Linked DNA regions of Mustela erminea: region 1 is linked to region 2. A link is a contact called in public Hi-C data. All regions are on one chromosome and are shown on one strand. The core of a region is the stretch at or near the end of the contact, and the rest is flanking DNA. Distances in the headings are between cores, read along the strand shown.

Region 1 (3,420 bases), core at 1-2,500, 460 kb before region 2:
GCCCGCAACTAGAGGAAGTCTGCACCTTGTGGGGGATGGCATTAATTCAGCAGTGAATATTTACTAACCCTAACCCACAGAGGAACTATGGAAAGAATGGAAGGAGGAAAGTGGGATTGACACCAAAATACAAAAAAAAAAAAAAAAATGCTGCATGGCAGGTAATGGAATAAATACATATAAGGCAAAGTCATTTGGGATAACGGTACACAGTTGTTTTAAAGCTGTGCCTCAACGGTAATAATCAACTTCAAATTATCATACAGGTTATGGCTTACTTGTGGTGGGTGTTACATGTGGTGGGTGTTAAACAGGACACTGAAGTGAGGGGAGGAACTGAGCGTCAGGACTCAAGGAATCCAGAAATAAAGAAGAACTCTGAAATGACAGTTCTCTTCTTCAAGAAGATCCCTGTCCAATTCAGGGACATGGAAAGTACTTTCCAACACCTCAGCACTTTTTCCCGCATCCGCACACTACCTGCCCTAGTATTTATTTTTCATGAAATGGGAGTCATTTCTATTTAAGTAACTGCATTTTAACAGAGAACTTTATATCACCACTTTGGGCCCCCGACCTTACCTACCATAAGTAGAAATGAACTAGAAATTAAAAAAAAAAAAAAAGAAGAAGAAAAAGAAAGAAATCCAAACCCATGTTACCAAACTCTGGCTTGATACTGTTACCATCCCCAAACTCCCAATCTGAGGACTATTCTCTCTTGATTGAAAAGGGACACTGACACCTGTTACGGATTCAAGACCGTCCAGCCCCACCGCGAGCGTTTCTCATACTCAGGCCTGAGAGCGAGCCGAAAACAGAAAAAGGGCATAGCTTTGCACGTGATTCAGCACTACTCCAGGCGGGCGTGGGCAGTTAAGACCCCACACTCTGGGAACGGTGACACACACCACACACTGCCCTACTGACCCCAGCTGCCAGGCACTGGAGCCCCACGGAGGTGAACCACCGAGAGGGTGAGACGCCCACAGACCCCGGCACTCCCGCGGGGCCGCACCGCGACTTCGCCAGCTCCGCGCCCACCCTCCACCGCCGGGCCCAGCCTCGGAGCCAAGGCGACAGCCAGCTGGAGCGTCCTGGCGGCGCCCGGTCCGTGCCACCCCTGGGCGGCTACCTGGGGCTCTCCGGCAGGATCAGCGCCGTGGCGGCCGCCATCCTTGAAGCTCCCTCGCCTGCCTCCGCCTGTCAGCTGCCTCCAGCCCAGCCAATGACCGCAGGCCTACGGAAGGCCGGAAGGCCCAAGCCGTGCCGCCTCCGCCTCCGCCTCTGGACGCTCGAGCGAATTCTGTGCGTGGTTCTTCCAGGGAAGAGGGACCCTCCTCATTGTCTTCCGCCGCTGTCCCTGTTCTGCCTCAAGCCTGTTCGCCTATGCACTTAGGTATATTTACCTATTTGCCTATTATCCATGCACAGCGGACCGTTGAACAACGAGCGGACGTTTCATTGCGCCCCTCCGCGGTGCGGTGCTGAGCTAGGTACTGCTTCGTAGGGGGACATTCAGCCCCGCAGAGAATGCCATTTAGAACCTCACAGTAGAGCAGGGATGCAACGTGGGTTCACAAATACGTTTGCCCGCCTCAGAGAAAAACACGAAGGGCCCTCCAGGGATTCAGGGATGGGAAGAGTGGCGAGCCCGGGGGATAGGTTCGGGAAAATTTCCTGTTACAGGTGGCTTGAGGTCTTGAAGGAAAGATTAGAGCATGTGCTCTGGAGCTTAGTGAGAAATGGGGAGTCATTAATATTTTTTCTTTTCTTTTCTTTTAAGATTTTATTTATTTATTGGACAGAGAGAGAGAGCACAAGCAGGGAGAGGGAGATGCAGGTTCTCGGCTGAGCAGGGAGCCCCATGCAGGGGCGGGGGGTGGGGCTCGATTCCAGAACCCTGGGATCATGACCTGAGCACCCTTAACCGACTGAGCCAATCTGGCGCCCCCATTAATGTTTTCAAGCAGAGAAATTTTTGTGATGAGAGCTGCCGTCCTTTTGTTGGTCTTCTTTTTGGTTTTTGTCTTTTGAAAATTACTGTCAGTGGAATGATGATTGGATTGGCAAGAGGTAAGCAGAAAGTCAAACAGGGAACTATTGCAATAATCTATGGAAAGCAGTAAAATCCCATGGTAGTAAAATAGCTTTGGAGAGTGAAAAAGTATAGCGAGTGAGTTAGTGTTACATTTCAGCTGTAGAATCTTTGGGAGCTGGCAAAAGATTGAATTTAATTTTCCTACCTAATTATGTTTTACTTAAATTATTATTTAAATTAGTTGGCATTCCTAGAGCAGCCCCCAAAACATCCTAACTGAAAGGAGAAGCCAGATTGCAAATTAAAAGTGAATAATCCCCACATGGATAATTGAGTCAATTATACAGTGTGTTGAACACATACAAATACATTTAATTCCACAACACTCCACACACTCCCCAATTTGTGCAGTGTCTGAAAAAGATGTATGCGAATCTACATAAATTATAGGTCTCTGATACAAACACAGATTACTATACCTGGCATAATTTTAGAAAGACCCCAGTTTCCCTCGACTTCTGAATAAGTTTCCTTTAGTCTTCATTCATTGCCTGAAGCAGGGCTACCACCCTTCTAAAACCATTTGGAATCACTAGTGAAATTTACCTCCTCAGTTCCTTCACAACCACAGCTGGGATTTTGAGGGAAATAGCATCAAGATGGTTGGAGCCCTGAATCCATGTAACTTGGAACAGAGCACTTTTCCTCCCTTAAACTTCTTATTCATGTCTTATAATGTCTGTGTTGGCTTCCCCGGGCTGTGGTAAGAATTAAACAGTGTCCCGTGTGTATGGGAGAAGCACTCTCCCCTCCTCATAACTCAAAGCACAGACTTCCAAGGTTTTGGGGAAAAAAAAAAAGTCTCCAGAATTTTTCTTGGTTTCATTGATGGGGGTTATCACTTTTTATTGGTACTTTTTGCTATAAAGGCTTGAGGCAGAGAATAATTTCACCCCTTAAGTGAGACCCTCAGCCAAAATATTTCTGTGGTCTCTGGCGTATATGCATACGGATCTATGAAGAAGTCTTTCGTAGTTGTCTACCTGTGACCACCTGCTAGAGACAGGATACGTACCTCCTCAAAACACGGTTCTATAGTACACTGTACCCCTAACCCTCAAACCTGTCAACCCATCTTGATGATTGATCAATAGACCAGATCAGCTGCCCCTGATCGGTTAGGACTATGACACATACTGAATGCCCCCCAATTTCTTCCATATCCTTGCCTTCGTTGCAACTTTTGCCAAATCCAACTTTTTTTTTTTTTTTTCATTCTGTGTTAGCCTGCGTTCTCTAGAAAACAGCCTGAATTACCTGCTAGGGCATCCCTGGGGACAGTGATTGCAGGGAATTAGGAGTGTGCGTGCAAAAGGGAA
Region 2 (3,432 bases), core at 719-3,218:
GGGTCTATGCCAGAAGGCAACAGGGTGTAACCTTGATTTTGAACTTCCTACCCTCCAGAACTATGAGAAATAAATTTCTGTTGTTTATAAGTTTGTTGTATTTTATTAAAGCAACCCAAAAGACTAGGACATTAAATAAAAATGTCTTCTGAGAAATTGATCCTGCTCTTTAGTTGCTGGCTAACAACATTTCAGGGGTAGAGATCATCTCAAAGTCAAAAGTCACAGATATCGCTAACGTGAGAGTCCTGTAAATACACATGTAAATATAAATATATATACACTATAATTATATAGGGAAAATGTGAAAGAACGTAAAGTTCTGGTTCACCTTAATGCTCACTGTTGGTCAGCAAAAAGAGGAAGGGGAAGGAGAGTAAATAATCAGTGCCAAATGTTTAAAAGATAGGTCACGCACAGGAAATGATCGTTGGTGTCAGTGACCGTGATCGTGACACGAGCAGAAGCATCACATCAAAACTGCATTTCCAGGCACGATTTTGTTCCTGGGGACTGCCTAGCAGGAAGATAAGGAAACGCTAGCCATTTTGAGGAGCTGTTTTATTGGCTGTTTGGGGTTTCGTCCTAGTGTTTCACGCAGCGCTTCTCAGTCACTGACTCAGCCTTAATTGCCAAGTTGAGAAGAATAACTATTCCTTGAGTTTCGACCCAGATAAACCTCCAGCAGGCACCTACTGCCCACTTCTCTGTTCACTAGCCCATTCTCGCTCAAGCCTCACCAGTTGCCAGACCTCCACCAAGACCATAGTCCCTCTTCCCTCCCACCCACAAACCTCCCTGGGGTGGTTAGAAAGTAGCTATTTTTTAATTTCCTCGCTTTATCCAATTTTCTTTTCCTACGTGTTATTACATATCTTCAACAGAGTATGTCCTTTCTTGACCTTGCAGTGCGCCGTTCATTGCCTTGTAAAAGGAAAGCACAATCCATATCCGATACCTTATAGTCTCCTTGAGTGCTGCATACAAACATACTGTTCATGAGCTCAGGAACTGTCAAATAACTGAAAAATAAGTATTTTATTATTTTTTTAATATTTTATTTATTTATTTGACACAGAGAGAGATCACAAGTAGGCAGAGAAGCAGGCAGGAGAGAGGGAGGAAGCAGGCTCCCTGTTGAGCAGAGAGCCCAATGCAGGGGCTCCATACCAGGATCCTGAAATCATGACCTGAGCCGAAGGCAGAGGCTTTAACCCACTGAGCCACCCACCTCACCCTATTTACTTCTCATAAAGCCCTCTACCACCTTCTGCTGATCATCTTTGAGTGCGTGAGCCTCACCATGGTCATTTCTTTAAAAATGGCATAATCCCTAAGATGTGTTCATATGCACAAGAAAATGTATAATTTAAGAAATCAACACGTTTGTTACTATTACCTACAGTTTTTTTTTTTTTAAAGCTCTCCAGTACAAACCAGGCTATGACCATAGGCAAGTTACTCAACTTTTTGGATCCTCAATTTACTCATCACGAAAATAGGTGACATCATACCTGACTGCGCAGAAGGACTTGTGTAATACTCTTGGCACGGTGCCTGATAAGGAGCGCTCAAATGACGTTTATTTTTATTTAACAAAAGCTTATTGAGTGCTTAGAATACCAAAAAGTAAGGTACTCTCTGCAAGTACTGAAGCCCTGTAATAATGCTGTGGGTAAGGCAGTACTGTCTTCATTGTACAGATGTGAACGCTGAAGCAGAGCGGTCGACGTGGTACCTGCGGGCGGCACGCCCCACCTAGACACCGGCGGGACACACCCTTCTCTCTGGCCCCGCCCCGCCACGTTCAGGACGATGGCCCCGCCCCTCGCCTCCGGAGCCGGCGGCCCCGAAGCCGACGTCTCGCGAGCTTCCACGTACACACTCCAACGCCTCTCCGCCTCTGCGCGGGGAGAGCACATCCGGGTTGCTGGAGCAGGTGCCTCAGGCCCCGCCCCCTTTTTCCAGGCGCTCGCCCTACTTCCGGCCATCTCAGGCCTTTTCCGCCGGTGCCGTACCGGCCTTATCTCCGCTCTGTAGGTCGTTCCCGGCGCCAGGCCCCGGTCCCTGCGCACCGCTCGCCGGCACCCAGCGGCTCGCTCCTCCTCCCGAATCTCTCCGAGGCTCGGAGCGACTCTGCCGTGCGTCTTCGCGGGCCGCCCGGGCCGAGGCCTGCGCGCGCGGCGAGTCGGCGCCCACCTGACCCCGCGTCTCCCCGCAGCTCGGTTGAGGCCGCCGCCGCCGTCGCCTCGGGATGCCGGGGCCGGGGTCCGCGCAGCGCTGGGCGGCCGCCGCGGGCCGTTGGGGCTGCAGGCTGCTCGCGCTGCTGCTGCTGGTGCCGGGGCCCGGCGGCGCCTCCGAGATCACCTTCGAGCTGCCGGACAATGCCAAGCAGTGCTTCTACGAGGACATCACGCAGGGCACCAAGTGCACCCTCGAGTTCCAGGTACTCCGTGCTCTCGAAGTCCAGGGGCCTCAGCTCGCGGTTCCGGGGTCGGGGCTGCAGCCTGCTTGCTGCCTCCCTCCTGCCGTGGTTTTTCCGTTCTTTGGCCGAGTCAGGACTCACCCCTAGGTAGCCGGTGCGGGGCATTGGCCTTTCCTGTTCTCAACCTGGCGCGAGAGCCATTTTAGACCAGATAGGAAGATGCGTGGATTCCAGAAATGCTTGTAGCTGTGACTTGCCCTTCCATGCTCAGGTGGCCTGCCTTTCAACGCCCATCGAACTTCCCTCCTTGAAAGACTCTCCTTTCTTAAGAAAAAGTTCTTCCTGTTCTGTGGCGCTCAGTGTCCCGTCCCCTGCTCTCCCTGACCCGCACCTCCACTTTAATCAGATTTGAAGGACTGCCAGTATCTTTTTCCACTGATGTTACTAGGACTCTAGGTGAATTCTGCCCCCTGTCATGGGAAGAGCTCCGTGGGAGGCCTGGTGAGCACCTGCCAAAGGTGTAGAACGAAGAGGTGTGATCAGTGAGAGGCCCCTTTTTGTCTTGGGGATTTTATAGAAAACGGACTTTAATTCACAGAATGTACTTTATTAAGTTTGTTACAATAGTCCTTATTTCTATTTTCCTTGGTAGGCTGACTTAACATACAAGTAGCTGTTGAGTGGTAGGTGCTGGTGATTACAGAAGTGGTTCAAAAAGCTTGGGTCACTGCCATCATGCTTGATTCCCTACCCATCCTACTCTCCCCCCCCCACCCCCATCCTATGCTTTTCTTAGTAATTGCTCATTCATCAACACTCTGCTAAAAAAAAAAAAAAAGACTCTGCTTTAAGAGCAGAAAATAGGAGATTAAATGATCTATCTTTGGGAGCGAAGAGGGCTTCCTTTAGGAAGTGATTTTAAACTCAAGTCTAAAGGATTAGTTGTACATACTCTGGTATGTACCAAGAGTGACTGCGTCTTTGAGGACCACTGAGAGATCCAGTAT

The links. Hi-C and Micro-C count contacts between places; a contact is called where the count stands out from the background.
Region 1: a contact with region 2 is called in a Hi-C map of spleen, with 5 times the contacts expected there. The contact joins the promoter of COMMD10 here to the promoter of LOC116587166 in region 2. A contact is called at or near these places in 2 of 3 Hi-C or Micro-C datasets (fibroblasts and spleen).

The regions. Positions count from the first base shown.
Region 1 is chr3:18,299,835-18,303,254 of mMusErm1.Pri, reverse strand. COMMD10 (COMM domain-containing protein 10) reads right to left here and starts at 1,250. Exons shown (of 7, transcript XM_032335406.1): 1 at 1,136-1,250. The coding sequence starts at 1,176.
Region 2 is chr3:17,836,050-17,839,481 of mMusErm1.Pri, reverse strand. It overlaps LOC116587166, which reads left to right and starts at 1,968. Exons shown (of 4, transcript XM_032337902.1): 1 at 1,968-2,446. The coding sequence starts at 2,255.